Linked DNA regions of Gasterosteus aculeatus: region 2 is linked to region 1. Evidence: chromatin contacts called from public Hi-C data. All regions are on one chromosome and are shown on one strand. The core of a region is the stretch at or near the end of the contact, and the rest is flanking DNA. Distances in the headings are between cores, read along the strand shown.

Evidence for each region. Hi-C and Micro-C count contacts between places; a contact is called where the count stands out from the background.
Region 2: a contact with region 1 is called in a Hi-C map of skeletal muscle, with 4 times the contacts expected there. The contact joins the enhancer-like site here to the promoter of LOC120811413 in region 1. A contact is called at or near these places in 2 of 6 Hi-C or Micro-C datasets (liver and skeletal muscle).

What each region holds. Positions count from the first base shown.
Region 1 is chr21:17,445,756-17,448,455 of fGasAcu3.hap1.1, forward strand. It overlaps LOC120811413 (progressive ankylosis protein homolog), which reads right to left and starts at 1,375. Exons shown (of 5, transcript XM_078095991.1): 1 at 469-1,375. The coding sequence starts at 564.
Region 2 is chr21:17,515,026-17,517,725 of fGasAcu3.hap1.1, forward strand. No RefSeq gene overlaps it. Among protein-coding and RNA genes, the nearest start is that of eef1a1l3, 29 kb to the right of the region's middle. Within about 2 kb of position 1,271, at least 1 of the 9 cell types and tissues checked has open chromatin away from gene starts, as enhancers often do.

The DNA.
Region 1 (2,700 bases), core at 125-2,624:
TTTGAGGACGCGATCCGCCATGATCTTCCCCGAACAGGCCTCGGATCTGATGAGCGATCGAACGTTAAAAGCAACGAGCGGCTGCGGTGACGCGCGCGAAACACACGGTCTTCGTTTAGCGACGGAAAGCCCGGACACGGGCCTCCTCCTCGGCAATGTAAATAAAGAGCTGACGGGTGTCTTCACGCCGCCTCTCAGCCAGCCAGCTAAGCTAGCTGTAGCTAACCCCCAACCGTCTTCAACCGACGGGACGAGTGGGTGGAGATAATCAGCGTCCACGTCGGACAGACGGCGTTCTATCTGGAGATAACGCAAGAAAAAAAAGCAGCGGTTGACACATTGAAACCCAACGGAAAATAAATAAATAAATATATATATATATATTTAAACATAGCCGCAAAGAGCAAACGGGAGTATGTTTATGTCATTGGGCGATAATAAATAACAAAAGAAAAAGGAAGACGTTACCTGTTCTCCGAGGTCGATGGCGATATTGGTGATCGCCAAAGGCACCAGAAAGCGGATGAGAGGCCAGTAGGGACTGAGAGATGGAAACTCCACCATAGTACAAGCCGGGAGGACAGAGCGAGGGGCATCGGCCTCGGTCTTGATCGATTAGACAGGAAAAAAAAAATATCTGAAAAGATTATAACGGGCTGGTTCGGCGCTCCGAGCACCTGCGTTTCGATGCGGGGAAAAAATAAATAAACAACCGGGTGGGAGCTGGTGGTGGTGCTGGTGGTGCTGGTGGGGGAGGAGGGTGAAGCTAAGGGAAGCGGCGGCGGGGGCCGAGCCGCTCCGGCGGCGCTTCAAGAGGCTTCGGTGCGGATGAGCGGAGGCGAAGGTCAGACAGGCGCATCTTCTTCCTCAAGAACCATCATCGACTGAGGAGGAGGAGGAGAAGAAGAACGAGGAGGAGGAGGAGGGGGGGGGGTACCTAACCAACGCGGGGGGCGTGCCGCCGCTTCTTCCGGTAGAGATTGGGATAATACCAAAAATAAAAAGGAGAAGCGTTAATCCGAGACGTACTTGGATTAGTTCCTGTCGCGGCGCGTCGGACTGCGCGTGTGCCGCTGCGCAGTCCGAGTTCGCTGTCGAACCTCCCCGCGGGGCGCGAGCGCACGGCGCTGCCCTCCATGTGGTGCCAGGCGCGCCGGCCGTGACATCATCAGCGATTTATAGTACCGCGTGAAACACCCACACACGCACGCACGCACGCACGCACGCATGTATGTATGTATGTATGTATGTATGTACAGGAAGACGGGGGTGAGTAATGTGTGATTACGTTGAAGCAGGCGCGCGCACAGGGTGTTGTTGTGACTCGGCATATGAAGGTGAATGCGCGTGCGTGTTTGGAGGAGCACGTGTGTGTACAAGTCCCGCATGTTGGGGGAAATAACGCCCCCCCGCGTGGACATCATAGCTACGAGATTTGTTTAAAAACATTGTCCCTTCTTTGAAGACAAACAAACAAATAAGCGCTGAGATGGTAGAAAGTCTCGTGACACGCTGACTCCTGCTGGACAAAGTCAGACTAATTCATTTATTTATTCATCCAAATGGGGGGAGACAAACATTCATTTTATTGGTGATAGGTGTGTGACTCCTTATATTTTCAAAACATACATCTTTTTATTATTATAATAACTAGTATGTACATTTTTGTTGATTTCTATTTGTCTGAAAACTGTTTTCTTACTATGTTGTTTGTCATGAACCCAAAATATCCAAGACAAATTCCTTGTTTGGCCAAACTTAACTGGCGGTATACACGATGCCCCCCAAACTGAAATAATAGAATCAGAAACGTAATTGTTTTATATTGTGAAATATTTCCTGTTGTTTAAACATCTGTTTCAGCGTAAAAGTGAATTAGTTTTTTTTTTACGTTTAATGTCAGACATGAAATGCACATCTCTACATTGATGTCGCTCTACATTGTTTCCTTTCACACACACACACACTCACAGGAAACCACTATGGTCGGTTAGCCGTTAAGGTCAAGTGGAAACACGCTACCGTTGTAGGAGCTGTGAGTTATGTTCAGTCAGAAGTTGTTTGTGCGTCAGCTTGGTGCCTGAGGCAGATTCTGTGGACCTTTTTACGAGCAGACGTCCCTTTCCGTGACTAAAGTAAGATGATCAGGCCTCTGTACCTGCGAGTACACTTCGTGGTTGATCCTTAAAGCTGCAAAATGATTCCTTTATGTGTCAGTATTTCAGCGCGATAACAGAGGACTATAGTTTTAAGTCAATCATTGACTTTTACAAGCTGTTTTTTTTAGGTTTACTGCAGAATATATTCTGCACTCTGTACTCATTTTGTTGGGGCGGTTTTGGATAACGAAGCTCAAATGGTGCCCAAAGACACAAATTGAGTTAAAGTGTGTCTCTATGCATAACAGTTCTGTGTATTCAGTACAATGTTGCACAATGTTCTTGCAGCTGCAGTAGATGGTGACGACTGATGATCTCTGTGTTCATCTTTAACTACTTGGAAGATCTTTACAAGTTTCCCAGGATATAAAAACACTTCGAAACTTTGATTCTATTGTGTGTTTTCAAGGAGTGTACGAAAGCCTCCTTTACGAGTTTCTAGAGTAACAGATGTCCCTCACCCTTCATCTAAACAGGTTTTTTCTTTTAATGTTTACTACAATGAACAAGTTTGGGGATTTCTAAACAGGAAACTTAATCA
Region 2 (2,700 bases), core at 21-2,520, 69 kb after region 1:
TTGAGCCGAGCCGAGGACATTTTACCCAAATCTCCGCAGTTGACACACAAAAAAAAGCCGAGGGCAGAAAAAACGTTGGTTCACAAAAACGTTCGTATCTGGAGCGAACAAAAAGCACAACCGCTGCACGTTATCACTGGCAAGGCGGCCCCGCCGCGCTCCGCAGGCAGCGGTTGGGTTATCTGCAGCAACACGCGCGGCCAGATTACGCGCGCTGCGGCCGGCGGTTTTCGGGTTCAACAGTCCGACGACGTTGTTACTGCGCGACAAAAGCACAAAACAAACCGCCCCCCTGTTCTTCCTGATTTCCAGGGTCAGGAATGCTAAAAGCTCTGAGACATACTTCATGGTTGGGCATCAAAGGGCCTTGCGGGTCCTCGAGGGCTCAAGCTTAAGTAAGCCTCGGGTGAGTGATGGGAACACTCTGCACAGGGAGAAGGAAGGAGGCGGCTTGATGTACAGCGGCTACGTCCTTTTTAACGCGTTGAGCGTGAGGAAAACACGCAAACTGACTTCAGCTGATTCCTTCCTCTTTGAAGCGCTCCCCTGACAGTAATATTAACACCCACGCGCGTTACTCACCGAGGGTCAAGTTGAGCGCTCAATGATGTGCACGGTTACTCTCCCACCGCAGAACATGACCTCTGAGGGTCCGGCGTCGCTTCACTGGGCCCACTCGCCTTCCCTCCCTCCCTCCCAGGAGCCTCCTTGTCGGGTGAAAAGGGCATTTCGGCGTCCGTAATCCATAATATGAGGCGCGTTTAGACACGAGCGCTCCGAGGGCCTTTAAATGAGGTTGTCATACGGTGGGGGATTCATCGGGGTCTCATCAATGTACAAAGTCCTGATGAAAAAGCATTAAGGCAGCGTAAAGTCTCCCATTCAGTTTGCAATAGAAAACAGGAAGGTTAAGATTGAAATTCTTGAGTTTTTAATCAGCGGGTCATAAAACAAGGCTTCTCACTTCCAGCAGACTGTTGACACCCAAAGTGAATGAAGCGGAAGTAGAAATAGAGACACTGAATTTTACCTGCAAGTCGTGTCGGATTTGTTATCTATAGAAAGTATTTTGAGGATTATTATTATTCTGTTGTAACCCACTTAGTCTATTTACACAATTCAGTGTTCCTCTTTAGCATATACTGAGGTTTTAAAGACGCTTTTTGCTTGTGACCCATTAGTGGAAGTGAACGCGCCTCAGTTGTGAATCACTGTTATCAGCAGCCTTTGTTATCCGCTCGGGAGTCAAAACAAAACAAATATTATCTGTATGTGGGTAACGTCATCGAAAATATCCCATTAACCTCCCTGGAATGCCCGCCGGAGGATCAACGACAGCATGGGAAGATCACGCGTTCAGGGATGTTGAGAGCGCTTCTGTTCTTTGCTGACAGGCGTAAATCAAACGTGACACGCGCTGCAGCAGCCGATCTTGGCACTCGGTGGTGCTTCCACGGACGAACCTTCTGGACACTCGACGTTTCGCCACCGAGAGGTGAAGGACGGTTGTTTGGGAGGATACACAATAAGTAGACGGCTCAATGCGAGATGTGAAAGAGCCTTGGTACCTTTTTTTTGTACAAAAAATGGGATCGATTCCTGCACAGAGAGCCCAGGTACTGAAGCCCGGGACCTGGCTTCCTCACGACTACTCAAACCCAGATCAATAATAAACCAAGTTCTGTGGGAAGGTAGAAGTAGTTCATCAACGCGCTGACGTGGCCCACGGAGGGTCGGCAACCTGCGACCAGAGCCGCCTCTCGGAAAGCACCTCCGGGTGACGAGCGATCGGCCTGCCAGATAAGGGGGGAAAAGACTGTGATGTGGCAACACCGTCTGTTAGAGCAAAGGAAGCGTGTTGTTTTCAAAATAGGAACACGGGCGGTTCAAGCGTGTTCAAATGACATACGGGACCGTTGGGGGGGGGTTTTTGGGGGGGGGGGCGTCCAGGTAAACGTTTGTTACAGGTAAACACGGGAGTGGCGGTGTGTAAAAAAACACAGTGTAGCAGCGGTTAGAGAACCGTTGGCGTCGGCGTAGGTGAAACGGGATCTGTTTTTCATTTCAGCATCTTTGACGACATTTTAAAAAATCCAGTATTCTTTGTTTTTAATAATGCTAACAATCGATGAATGCATTTCGGGACAAAGTCCTCTGCAGACCTTTCCTAGAAGGTCAGAGGTCACACTGCCCAATTAGACAAGACAGCGGTTAAACAAAGCGGTAAAAGGACGGCCGAGCGAAAGCCTGTGCGACGCGAAAAAAAAGGTTTCCTGAATTAAATCCAAATATTTACCTCCGTCTCTTTACCTCAATTATAAAACGGGAGTGGCCTTCGTCCGCCGGGATGCTCGGGCCAAGGACACCGACGCTGGTGTTGGCGGTGGGGGGGTGGCGGTGGGGGGTGGCGGGTCTGACATTGCCGTGAATAAAACATGATGGTATGTTGGTAGCGACGACCGAGAAGCCCCCCCCTGCATTATTCATGTGGAGCAGCGCGGGGAGGGGAGATGTTTTGGTGGTTGAGGAGCTCAGTAGAAGAAGAAGAAAGCGAGGGCGGGGGCGGGGGGGGGCGGGGGGTGAAGGTGTCAGGGTGTTGCCCGGCAGTAAAGACGAGTGAAGGTCGTAGCACCAGCGACTGCCGCGGTCGCCCTGAGGCCTCTCCCAGCCGTCCCCGCGCGGCCCTGTTATTAGCAGTTG